Linked DNA regions of Mus musculus: all the other regions are linked to region 1. Evidence: chromatin contacts called from public HiChIP or PLAC-seq data. All regions are on one chromosome and are shown on one strand. The core of a region is the stretch at or near the end of the contact, and the rest is flanking DNA. Distances in the headings are between cores, read along the strand shown. Region 1 overlaps Gm41011 (a long non-coding RNA gene). Region 2 overlaps Gm34196 (a long non-coding RNA gene). Region 3 overlaps Gm34196 (a long non-coding RNA gene). Region 4 overlaps Gm34196 (a long non-coding RNA gene).

What was found. HiChIP or PLAC-seq counts read pairs in DNA pulled down with a chosen protein or histone mark.
Region 2: a contact with region 1 is called in an H3K4me3 HiChIP or PLAC-seq map of embryonic forebrain, with 2.6 times the contacts expected there. The contact joins two enhancer-like sites. A contact is called at or near these places in 3 of 115 datasets of contacts at active chromatin or transcription factors (embryonic forebrain, forebrain and neural tube).
Region 3: a contact with region 1 is called in an H3K4me3 HiChIP or PLAC-seq map of embryonic forebrain, with 3 times the contacts expected there. The contact joins two enhancer-like sites. A contact is called at or near these places in 6 of 115 datasets of contacts at active chromatin or transcription factors (embryonic basal ganglia, embryonic forebrain, embryonic midbrain and 3 more).
Region 4: a contact with region 1 is called in an H3K4me3 HiChIP or PLAC-seq map of embryonic forebrain, with 5 times the contacts expected there. The contact joins two enhancer-like sites. A contact is called at or near these places in 1 of 39 promoter capture datasets (hippocampal neurons), 9 of 484 Hi-C or Micro-C datasets (cerebellum, cortical neurons, embryonic cerebral cortex and 5 more), 8 of 115 datasets of contacts at active chromatin or transcription factors (differentiating embryonic stem cells, embryonic brain, embryonic fibroblasts and 5 more) and 1 of 9 other capture datasets (embryonic tail).

The regions. Positions count from the first base shown.
Region 1 is chr13:84,346,593-84,349,713 of GRCm38.p6, forward strand. Gm41011 (a long non-coding RNA gene) reads left to right here. Exons shown (of 2, transcript XR_873707.3): 1 at 1-2,307. Among named protein-coding and RNA genes, the nearest start is that of Gm41011, 4.3 kb to the left of the region's middle. Within about 2 kb of position 1,644, at least 244 of the 459 cell types and tissues checked have an H3K27ac peak or open chromatin away from gene starts, as enhancers often do. A contact at or near this core is called in embryonic basal ganglia, embryonic brain, embryonic cerebral cortex and 2 more, where this site is marked.
Region 2 is chr13:84,802,964-84,806,084 of GRCm38.p6, forward strand. All of the region lies in intron 2 of Gm34196 (a long non-coding RNA gene), which reads right to left. Among named protein-coding and RNA genes, the nearest start is that of Gm34196, 100 kb to the right of the region's middle. Within about 2 kb of position 1,463, at least 33 of the 459 cell types and tissues checked have an H3K27ac peak or open chromatin away from gene starts, as enhancers often do. A contact at or near this core is called in embryonic forebrain and forebrain, where this site is marked.
Region 3 is chr13:84,782,177-84,785,297 of GRCm38.p6, forward strand. The region is part of intron 2 of Gm34196 (a long non-coding RNA gene); the gene reads right to left. Among named protein-coding and RNA genes, the nearest start is that of Gm34246, 110 kb to the left of the region's middle. RefSeq lists an enhancer at 1-3,121. Within about 2 kb of position 1,580, at least 32 of the 459 cell types and tissues checked have an H3K27ac peak or open chromatin away from gene starts, as enhancers often do. A contact at or near this core is called in embryonic basal ganglia and embryonic forebrain, where this site is marked.
Region 4 is chr13:84,637,826-84,640,946 of GRCm38.p6, forward strand. The region is part of intron 2 of Gm34196 (a long non-coding RNA gene); the gene reads right to left. Among named protein-coding and RNA genes, the nearest start is that of Gm34246, 36 kb to the right of the region's middle. Within about 2 kb of position 1,611, at least 20 of the 459 cell types and tissues checked have an H3K27ac peak or open chromatin away from gene starts, as enhancers often do. A contact at or near this core is called in embryonic brain, embryonic cerebral cortex and embryonic forebrain, where this site is marked.

The DNA.
Region 1 (3,121 bases), core at 394-2,893:
CTGGAGAGAAGACAGACAGGGGGGAGAGGGAGAGCGCAGAGGAGAAAGGAAGAAGAGGGGGTATTTAGCAAGTTAAGAGGTTAAATATTTGAACAGATTCGTAAATATATAGACAGCCCTTGCAATTTGGGATGTGTAATAATGCCTTTTGTGGTGCTGTCTGGCTGGGAGGGTAAGCAGAGGACCCTCCTGCCACCTTTTTCACTGGGAAACCAACTGGAAAGCTCCTGGGTTCACAAAACAAAATCAGTTCCCCTCTTTTGGAGGAAGAGAAAAATGCTGTCTCTACTAGCATTCATACTATTATTTAAAAATAATAATAATAAAAAAACAAGAGAAAGCAAATGAACATCTAATTTCTTAGGGATTTTTTTTTTTTTTTCAGTTTAGAAAGCTATCTTCAGGCTGAAGTCATTTCGAAGTATTGTTTGAGCGAATATGCTACAGCACTCAATTATCTAAGATGCATCAATTATTTTTTTGACCACTTTTGTAACAAGAATGTATTGATCTGGGTCTTAGAAACCCTTGGCACTCTGACATGTTTCATAGTTGCCGAATAGGGTGGGTTTCTTCTTCCGACAATTGTACTGAGCGCTGCTGATGGAATCTGTCCTCTGCCTGTGCCCATGGGCAGAGGACACAGGCTGTGGGTGTGTCCCGCCCACAGATGCTCGCGCGCGCGTGTGTCTGTGTATGCATTGTACACACGTATTCTCCACTGTGTGCCCCAACTGGAGCCATTTTCCTCCTTTCAGTGCCCTGCGTGTATTAGTAATATGCAAGTAGAATCATTTTGCTTGAGTATATTTTGGAGGGGGAGGGGATAAACCATTTAATTCTGCTCTAGTATTTCCTCTGCAAAATTTTCACTGCGTGTGAATTCGCGTGAATGCCTTTTCTGAGGTGTGTGTTATGTGTGTGTGCTTGTGTGTTGGGGAAGATCATTGGCTCATCAGCGGGTGTGTGCCTCTGCGTGTGGGAAGCATGCAGACTCTGAGGACCTTGGGAGCAGCCCACGTTCTCTCCGGGTGCCCTGTCTGTATCTGCCCTTGTGTTTTGTGTTCTTGATGTGATTATGTGCGTTATTTACATATGTGCTTCTATTCTTTTGCCTTCGTGTAGTGCCTTTCTCTACAGTCCACACATTTCACATATATTCTTTTATCTTTTGGCAAAGTGCCTTTTTTGTTCCTCGAAGAATATTTATTGATGTGATAATCTGAAATGAAAAGTGGTCTCCCATGAAGGAGATGGAAGAGAAAGGAGCGTTCATCTTTCTTAATAGACGGGGCAGTGCCAGTTGACTGGATCACAGGGTTTCTCTGCACTTTCTGCGTGAGTCTGCGCGTGGGGGTGGGGGCGGGGACGGCTGAAGGAGGACGGAAAAAGACCTTTTAAGCAGAACAAAGATAGGACATCGCGCCTCCTTGCGTCCTGATTGCATACTGCATCTACCCGGCGGTCCCGACTTTAGAAATCAGAATTCAGAGATTTTCTCCTTAAACCATTCAGAGGCCGCCTCTCAGACCCAGCCCTCGGACCTCAGCCAATCACCGGACGCCATGCAAATCACCTCTTTCGCCCTCCAAACCGAGGTCCAGTTTAAAGGCAGTTTCTGCCGCCCCGCCCATCTTAGTCCTTCCCTTCCCCCTTCCTCCTCCGCCTCCCACACAGCAGCTGCTTGGGAAGAGGGCAGTGCTGGGTGCTTCATGCATATGCAGACAGATCTATCCTCCCCCTCCACCCCATCCTCTCTCCCTCTCCTCCCGCCCATCTTTGCCTCGCTCCCCAGCCCCCACCCTGCCGCCCACTAGTATCTCCAAGTCTCCTCGACGTATAGTTCCCAGCTCTGGTACATGCAGCTGCTACCCACAAGTATGCCCAGGCGCTCCATAGGAGCCAGAGAGGGAGAGGGAGGAAACCTCTGCTTTTGAAATCCGCTCGAAGGTCAAGTTTGTGGTTTACGGAGCGGGAGCCCGAGACACTGAAAATGCTGTTGAGTCTGCAAGAAGACGGTGCATGCAGGAAGATGGTTTTGCCTTGGTTTTCTTCCACTAAACAGCAGATTAATTTCTCTGAAACACACAAAGTACCGGTCATGTTTAAAGGCAGGGTGATGATAGATGGTTCCGCGTGCGCACAGTTACAGAGCATATTTGTCTTGCACATCAAGGTTCCTTAAGCCACAAAGCACTGGAGAGGAGATCAAAGGGTGTTATATCTTCTTAGGAGCAGGAAGGTTGGGAAGTGCGGCTAGCAGTACGACCAGTGGCGCTGGACCTGCTTGAGGTGGGAAGTTAAATGGTAGGTACGGAAACATGACCTGGGACCTACGGAAAGGAAAAATAATTCTGTGAGAAGGCGAATTTGCTAGTATTATGCATACGCAGACTGTGACCAAGGCTCTTCCAAGCCGCCCTAAACATTTTCAAGTTTTGAATAACGCACTGAACTGACCTGGATTCCTTTAAAAGTTGGGGAAAATACCGTCGCGAAAACCGCGCTTTTAGAGTGCTTGGAGATCCTCTTAGGAGGAACCGGAACTGTGGCGTGACCTTGTTTTATAGATCTACTTCTGCCCTGAAATACCTTCAGGACTTTCTAGAGGAAATTGCAGCAGGTTCCCCTTAAATCTTACTCGGTGGACAAGTGAGGGCTTAGCAAATTTAAACACGCACTTTGCTAAGATTATTTACCGAACACTTTTTTTTTTTTTTTTTTTTTTGAATCGAGGGCGTTTTGTGTGCCGAGAACAGAGCAATATCTTCCAGGCAAAGCGCTTCACGTGGCTGGCAGTTCCCAGGTGCCACGGAAATTAGGAAAAGAAACAGCAAGCAGCTCAGAACGGTTTCTGCCCTTGAGCTGCTCCTGCTCTAGCTGGAGGGAAATATGTAGGTGGTGCTTCCCAGCCCAACAGGAAACAGTTCAGAGAGCTCTTAGACTGCAGTGAACCGGCGGCGAGTTGGTACATTCCTATAGTGAAACAGGGCAGCAATTAAGAGTGAATGGACGATCTTGAAGGCAGTGTTGGATGAAAAAGCAAATCACAAGAGAATGTGATATTAATGCAATGTTAATGTCTATTAACATAACACTGTAACAGACTACAAAAACACAG
Region 2 (3,121 bases), core at 213-2,712, 460 kb after region 1:
GCAATAATAATATTTGAGGCTAGCACCTCAGTATCTAATATCGGACAAAGGAGCATGCTCAAGTCCTACAACTGTCTCAAGGGGGGTAGTCAATGGCAAACATGCATCAGCTTAACTTTTCTTCAATACAAGGGTTAGGACACATATGAAAAACAGAAATATGGAAAATAAAACTAGAAAATAATACAGGGGTATGGCATCGTGGGCTCACATATGCAGTTCCAGTACTTAGGAAGCAGGGGCAAGCAGGAACATCAGAAGTCTGAAAACAACTTGCTCAACATAGAGACACCCTGTCTCAAAAAAAAAATAGAGTATGTTAAATAAAGTTCCAAATCACAATAAAGTCTAAACACAAACAATGCTTCTGTGGGGTCAGGGGCCTGAGATAGTGTGGTGAAGCTGCGTTGACCTTGCACATTTCTTGACTTCTGCATTAAGATCTGTACTCATTAAACTCTTCTGAACTCAGTCTTAATCTCATTGCTTACAGGTTGGCCTTAGATAATAAATTCACATATCCAGGTAAATGTAAAGTTCTTATTTTATCTTTAAAATTTTAATAGATAATGAAGCATTAAAGCAGCTTTTTATTCTCCTTTATTTGTTCTCAATACTATTAATTGATGCCCACAATGCGTTAATTGGAAACAGACAAGTGATCCTGGGTAATAAACCAGAAATGGAAATTACTTTACCCAGAGACCTGTGTAAATAAACTCAGTGGCCCTGTAGCTGGTCTTCTGAAGATTGGAGTCACTGATTAGATCATCATAGAAATTAAGCTGATGACTCAGATAGAGTGGTAAGGAAGATCTGAAAGTACCCATGGACCTTTGGGTTGTAGGAGCATGGATTGTTAGCAGGAGTTGGCCCTCTAGTACATCTTACATTAAAAAGAAGAATAAACATATGTAATATGATTTTCATAGCTTTAGCAATAAAAATTAAAGGTTCAACAAAAATATAGAATAAAGTTATATATTGATGCAAAATTTATTAGCTCTACTTTATGCTTCCTGTTAGTACAAAGTGTCACACTATAAGTAGTCTAGCTTGGAATTTGTCGTCACCTTACTTAGAATGTGACTTTCTTCCTTTGGTTTAAAAGATCTTCCTTGAAGAGTGAAGGGATTCTGTCTTAGCTGTTCTTTTAGCTACATATTTTCCTAAATATGCACAAATAGACATTAGCTGTTTATAATTATCATACTTTGGCTCTATGAACATCAAAGATAATCATTACACACAGAAGACATGCTTCAGAAGGGACGCTCTGTTTGCTGCTTGCTACTCTCTCCTCAGCTTCCAGTTATTTCACAGGCAGACAATATACAACAGTGCTAGGCCTCTCAATATTCCTTCAAAAGCTGGATGATGCTGAGGGGGAAATCCACAAGGTCAGAAGAACTCATGTACCAGAATTCAAGTCTCCTGAGTACGGCTGTATGTAAAGCTGCCCATTAGCACACACAAAGGTCCTCAGTTCTTACCCTGCAGGACTGGGCAGCCAAAGTGCCTTCAGACCCTTCTCCCATAATATGTTAGTGAATGAATTCTTAAAGACAAAAGACGTCCCTACAATCTTTAATAAAGGCAGGGTTCCCAGTAAGTGTATGAAAGCAGGATAATGAATGAGTGAGCTTTTACAAAAAGAAATCTAAGTACTTTCAGCTGTTCTGAAATACAGCATAAATAGTCTATTTGGCTTTATATTTTGGTAAATGTTGTGCTAAGTCCTACAAAGGAAATAAAAATGGCCCTGTTTTCTCATGGATGAACACTATTTTCCTAGTTATAGCGCAGCAATACAATGACTAGAAGGGTCAAATAACCAGAGCCTGGGCTGCAGGGACAAGCCACTCCTTTTTCCTTTCATTGTTTGCCACATCCACAAAAGCAAACTGTGCAATCCTCTTTCCTGAAGCAAAATAAAAAATAATTCAATTCATTTATATATTGCTTATCTTATTTAAGAAATCCTCATATCTAAGGAGTTACTAAATTAATATTAAATATAAAAGAGTAAATATTTTTCCTGAATCTAATCTTTTATTAATCTGCATACATGTTATTCCAAATATATACATGTGGATTGCAACATATATATGTGCATAGAATGTATAAATGCATATATATTATACATGAATGATTTATTACAGAAATATCAGTGTTTCTAGATTACACTGCATACTTGATGAGCTGTCATTAGTGCAGAAACGATACATAGCTTTTCAACAAAAGAAAAGAATGAGGCTGCCAGAGTATGCAGTGGTTTAGGCTTTTTTTTTCTTTCTTTCTTTCTTTTTTTTTTTTTTTTCAGCATCCATCCCTGCCAATCTCTGCACTGCCAGTAGGGAAAACCATATCCATGGCAACCAACCGTACCATTCCAACCCACATCAATGACGCCTCCAATCTAAACTGTCAAATATTCTATGCACATCATGTAAAATAGGTCTCTTTCCCCTTATACCTCTGTGCATCTCGTTTCCGTGGCTACATGTTTATGCAAATGAGAATTGTCCTTTCTCTCTCAGGTTGATTGAACACTGAATTTGTTTTGCACCTTGGCAATGTAAAACCATGCTGTCTTGCCACCTGGTCTACCACATAATTGCAAAAAATTACATTATAATGATAACTGTCCCTAAATTAGCCTGATAACACCATCTACCTGCCTTGTGAGTGAAAGAAACAGTATGCAATAAAGAAGGATGTTAAAACAGAGTCGAGATAGGGGAATAATATTTAATTGGCTCTCCAGAGTCTACTAATTTTCAGAATTGGAAACCTAGTGTTTGATTTGTTCTTTTTAGTCAGTGAGAAGAAAAAATATCCTTCATAAATTCTGAATGACAAATTTGTCCATCCTTTTTTGCATGTGGTTTCAGCATCCCTGGGAATCTATAGTGTCATTTCCCCCTGGAAGAAAGGAAACACAAAACATGCTGGCCATGTGCTCTAAATTTTCACTCAGAGTCAGTTTTAGCCATAAATTTCTCTCAATCCTCATGTCTCTCTCAATCTTTTCCCCCAATCCACTCTAAATCTTGCATCAATACGCTTCTTTTAAAGTTAAGATACAGAATTTTTACAAGATGACACATATTGAAATAAA
Region 3 (3,121 bases), core at 330-2,829, 440 kb after region 1:
AGAAAAAAAAATGTATATTTATGGGGAGATATTTTTCAGCTAACATTTAAATTTTAAATTTTGAAATCTGTATTCATTAACAGTCATCATTTGGGCCCTTTCTAACGAAGCCAGTTGGAAGTATGCAGCTTAGGCTCACTGCTCATGAGCAAACATTGCAGGAAAGCAACAGCCCTGGGGGCTCAACAGAGAGTTTGTGCCCCAGCTTCTCAGTGCATCAGTGAGTTGGACAAAGTGAAAAGGAGGTCGTCTTTCCCCTGAACTCGACCAAAGAGCACTTTCTCTGTCTGTAGCATAGGAGAAAGGAGGTCTGGAGCACATTGTTTGTCTACCATTCCATCACTTCTGCAGGTAGCATGTTGTCAATGTTTTCCACACTTATCAGTCATCTTATTTTGTCTTTCTACAGTCAACTCTCATTTTACAAAACAGAAACTGAGTCTTTTTGCAGTTGAATAATTTCCTCAAGGTCACACAATGGAAGGGAAGAAATGGTATCTGGATCTCTAAACTGTTCTTCTTTAAGTAACAGCATGAAAAGTGCATGCTTATGGAATAGCTGGGAGGATCGGACGGAGCCATCAAATTCCACATCCTCTCCGCTTGCCCAAGCTAACCATTTTATTGATATTTCTCTTGAATGATTAAAACATAAAAATTGCATTTTGCTTCTTATAACGCTTGTGATTTATGAGTTGTAAAAGACAATAAATAATAATGATAATCTCTCTAACTCTACTTCTTAGAATGAACTCGCATATCGTCTATTAGGCATTTACTTCAGTACTTCGCTTAGCACTTTCAATGTATTATTTTACATTTAAAAAGTGGCCATAAATGTTGGTATCTAGAATGCAGATGAAACTGAAACATATATTCTACTTTTAAAATAAAGATATGGACACTATTTTCTGTTTCTTTCATTTTATCCTTTATTTCAAGAAGACAGGTTTTCTATTGTCCAAATCTGGTCCACCCAGGTCTAAAGTGAACCTACAACAAAGAATATGCAGAAGGTGCTGAAAGTGGTGCAGTCAGCAGGGTTTAGCAAAGCCAGAGGCACAAAGACCATCTGAGAACTAACTGAAATCCAATTCACTTCTCTTATTTTGTTTTTCACCTGCTTGTACCAGGTGGCAAAAGCTGGCTGCACAGTATTTTTCTCAGCACTCAAACAAGTTAGCAGGCCAGCACATAGTCACCCTGGGTGAACAGGGAAAGTAATTCTGCCCTTCTCATTGGTGCAACATTAAGGGAAATGAATCTCATTCCGCTCATATTGGGGAAGTAATTTATCAGATGATTTATTTACAGTGCAGTCTGCATGACAAGTAAACAAATATGTTATTTTTGCCCACTGTAGTCAGATTTTTAAACAAGAGAAAGAGACAGAGTGAGTGTCTTTCTAAGATATGGGAGTAGGTCTGACAACAGCTTTGAAAAATAAAGGGACTCCATTACAAGGAGTTTAGCAAGAACTGATTTACATACGAGAGTAGATCTTTCATGAATGCTGTCAGCTTAGAGTGGAAAAGGGGAGGGGAAAAGGCTCCAATTGCGTGCTACCACTGTGCATGTTGATGAATCCCCAGGCACATGTTAATTAATGCCCTATTGTGTTTGGCAGACTACCAGGGACTGTGATTGTACACGGGCTGATCCTTTAAATGGAGAGCAGCTTACTCTATATTGAAAAGAAGAAGAAGAAGAAAAAAAAAAAGAATTGTATTTGTATAAGCCACAACTATTCCTTAGGAATAAGTGTTTTGCTTTTAGTACAGTTAGGAGAAGAGAACTGCCATCTATCACAATATTTTATCATTACACTCTAAAAAAATACTCAACTCCAGGAAAGTAAGAAATCACAGAAATGCCATTGTTTGTAAGAAACAAAAATGCAATTGCTTCCATTGTCTTATATGAACCATGGTCTAGATTTCACTTGAAAATACTGACAATTAATACTGGTGTCTGCCATCTTCAGTGGCTGAAGAAGAAGAATTGTACCCCAGCAATTCAAAGGATACCCTCATAATAAACATATGGAATGAGTGGGAGAAAATGTCACTTGGCTACAAAGGTAAATAGTTGGGGGAGGGTAGAATTTCAAATATCCTGGAAAAAGAATACAGCCTATAAAAATCTAATGCCAAGCTAGAGTTTTAATTTTGATCATAGGGAGAAAAAGACTTATTATTTTCTCAGCTCTCATTTCTTATTTGTTTTAATGTGCTTTTTATTACTTGTACTGTGAAGAGCTGTTGTCTGAAAGTGTAAGAGGCCTGAAAAAACAAATTGCCTCCTATTATTGCTTCTTATGAATAAAATTGACGTCTGAGAAGCTCCTGCTGTACTCTCACCCAAGAAGATACTGCAGCCTAACAATTAATTCTCTGAATCATTTAAATAAAAACAAAATTTGCCCCCAGCTGATTAAGGATCCACCTTTCCCCTAATGTCCACTGCTTTTGCCAAAATAGGCTGATGTCCTTTTCCGCTCATGCCTTAATAATTTCAGTCCTTTGGGCTTCCGCCTAAGTGGAACTCCCTTCAGATTTCCCTAGGATATGAAAGCTTCATTTATACTAGAGAGCCTTGGGCTACAAGGACAGCAGACACTGGAGACACGGGGGAAGCCCTCTCTTATAAGTGAAAAGCTTAGGTTTAATGTCTAGATGGCTTACCTGGCTTGGAATTCAGCCAGTCTAGGCTGGTCCCGCTCATTTGCTTTAACGAGAAGCCAAGCCTGCTTCTAATCTTAAATGGCTTCCCTTTCTTTTCTAATCATCTAGTCTTTTTGCCTCTAGTCTTTGAAGTAAAGCTTCAACTCCAGGAGCATTTGCTGTCTTTGGGAGAGCTTCCAACTACTATTACTCTGTTCTACCTTCTTCAAGGAGAGAACAAATAGATGAAGTCCCACCTGTGGGTTTCCCTGTCATTGCTGTCAGAACCACTGCACAATGGTGACATTCTCAGGGCTAAAGTAAGGGAGGTCCTGCCGGTCTATTTCAGAGCTGAGAGCTCTGACAGAAGCTTACCGTTATAATATTGCACAACACGGTTACAATAGATGAAGTCACTTTCAAGAGAAACCAGAGCCTGTACCCAGCCAGTACTTTGT
Region 4 (3,121 bases), core at 361-2,860, 290 kb after region 1:
TTGACCAGAGTTTGGCAGCGTGCCTGTTTTCATGGGAGACTCTTGCTTATGATCTTTCCAGGACACAATATGCTACTTTTCTTTTTAACTTTACAAGTTTAATATGAAAATATATTTACAGAACTACTTATACTTTATCTTATTTTCATAACAATGCTTACTAAAATAAATCAGAAAAAATATTCTTTGATTTTTGCTTTTTAAAACACCATGGAATCCTAGGAACTGTGGATGTAGTGATAGAAATAAAAGACTATAAAAGGGAAAATTTTCAGTTCCATAGAAATTTGGGGAAATACACTCAGAGTACTTTGAGATAAATAATATTAGATCATTTGGAATTATCTATCATAGAGCATATCCCTCTCTCTGGTGGTTAGAACATCACCAAGCATGTGTTGGTTTACATAATGAGCAAGATTAAAATAACTTCTAAGAGTCCACATGCTGTCAAATTTGCTGCTATTTTTCCATATGAAGCAAATCTCAGACATTTATTCTCCATAAAATAGGTAAAAAAAAAATCAAAAGCCCTCTAATTGGTAGAAATTCTCAGGGCAGGTCTATAAAGTTCATTAGTGCTCAGACATTTAATAAGCAAATGTCTGCTCAGGGACACCAAATGGCCTCAGTTCCTATTGAACACAAGTCTCTTTTCAAACCATTGATGTGAAATGATTCTATTGACACTAGCTTTTGAAGAAAAACTTTAGTTGAAGGGAACTATGTCCAACATTTATCTCTATTGGTGGATTTTTTTTCATCTTATTTATTCTTCTTTTATTTTGTATGTGAGAAGGAAAAAACAAAGTCAGATCAAACACGCCTATGGAACAAAGCACCAGGATTCACACCAGTGTGCTAGGAATGGGAAGATTTTGCTCCCATTCGCTCTGAAAGGCTCTGATGAATTTTCCCATACCCTATGCACAGGAACAACAGTGGATGCCTCCTCCACTGGAGCACGATGTCTAAGAAATGCATCTCTCACTTCATTTCCAGTGTCCATGCTTTCCTGGACATGTACCTTAAGCTTCTTTTTCTCTTTCAGTTCCTTTCATTGCCAAAACGAAAGGTAACTTTGGGAGTGAACATGAGTAGTGAAACTTAGCTCTGGAGACAAGCAGTAACTTTTCATTTCAGAGTTTTGAAAATAGCTGGTTCTAAATTGTTTAGACGGACTGTTTTTACTTTGTTATGTCATGATATCAGTTGAGTAGAGACGGCCTTCTAGACGTTGCACAGTTTCTCGTCTCTTTGAAGTCAATGCTCACTACATCTCTACTCTCTGCTGGTCCTTTAATCAGTGTCCAGTCTGTCTGATGAGAATAGCCCCAGGATGGAGCCCGAGACCAAGCCATGGGCAGCACCCCTTTGTCCTACTCACATGGATGGGACATGATTCCACAGGATTAGCCAACAATTATATGCTCTGAACTGATCAATTCAGTCAATTTACTGTGCAAAGTAAATTGATCCTTCAGAACAAAGGTTTCTGTCAGCAGGGAGCTACCTGAGAAAGCAGCATGCCTGTGTAAACAGTTCTGTCCTTCTCCCAGTGTGGAGTGGCCCCACGCCATATGGTGCCACTATGAACTTATTAGCTGACGGATTAACTGATCTCTGCATTTGGGATCCCCAGTTTCCAGCTGTGAGAATGATTGATGGGCTAACTACTGCTCCAGTCTTGGAAGTTATTTCCTCCATTTAACAGAGTCAAGAAGACAGAAAATTGCCCCCTTTGTAAATGCTAATCTCACCACTCCTTCGAACACCCAACATAGCAATTTATTCAAGGCAAAGTCTTAAAATTGGTATAGTGCACATCAAATGCATACTAATTAGCAATTTCTTTTGAAGGCTCCATCACTTATTAAGGGTCTCCTTTTCCATATGTTCATCATGCCCCACTTCACCCTTTAATTACAAAACAGCACTTTCAACTAATTGCGAGAAGGTATATTGTGCCTGGAATCTGTATTACACACTATACCTTCTGATGCCTAATTTAGGGTCACATGGAAGGCAGACAGATAAGCAGGCGGAAAAGCTCAGAACCATCATCTGCAATTTTAGGCATATTTGGGCATTGTCAGGATGAATGTTTCATCTACAATGGTGTCTAGGACACTCTTCAGTGGACACTGTGCAGAAGAATGGGGTGAATATTAGGTTAACAATTGGGATCTTTTCCAGATTACAAAGATTATTGGATTGGATTATTTAATCCAACAGAATGATATTACATTTGTTACTTTACAATTTCTTCAATCCCAAATGTTGAAAAAAAACTTTTAAGTCCAATAAGCAGTCTTTTAAGTATAATAGCTGGATTATAGAAGGAAGAATTTTGCAAAATACACTGGAAGGATGCTCAAAAGAAATATTTCCTGTTGTATAATGGTGATGTTTTTCTTTATTAAACCACAGTTCTTATGCAATCTAAATGATCCTAATGGCTATCCCAATTATTGGTCTGCCACATACAGTCTGCCAATGTCACCTTCATCGCAATGCTGAGTGCTAAAGAATGGGACCTTTCTCTTGCTCCTTTTATGTAGTAGTCCCTGAAGAGACTCTGGTAATAATTCTTCCTTCTTAATGTTGGTCCTGAAAGCATTGGTGCAAGTTTAGGCTTCACGAATACTCAGGCTGCAAAATGATGATAGAATCAAAAAAAACTTGATTCATGGTGGTCGAAGATCAGGTGAAGTGTGACCCACACTCCAAAGGAAGTTCATTTTTCATAAGCTCCACAAACTTGATGTCATCACACACACCAGCAAATCAGTCAGGCCCAACCATCCTAAGTTAAGATCATTTCAAGTTAGTTTTCAAAACTGTTCCTAATTGTGAACTAATAGATGGGAGACATAAAAAGAGTGTAAATGGCAAAAAAGTCCCATTTTTTATGGAAAGAAAATTTAAGGACTTTTGAACAGATTTGGGATGTTTGCTGCCTCTAGCCACACAGCCTTTTCAAATCTGAGTTTCATCTCTATATAATAATCATTATTGCTTACTACTAATATTTTATTTTCTAAGTTCTCAAGTTTAGAATTGTCTTACTTGAGATTATGTTCCCAACTGTTATTGACCTAGGATTTTGTTGCAGGGTTTT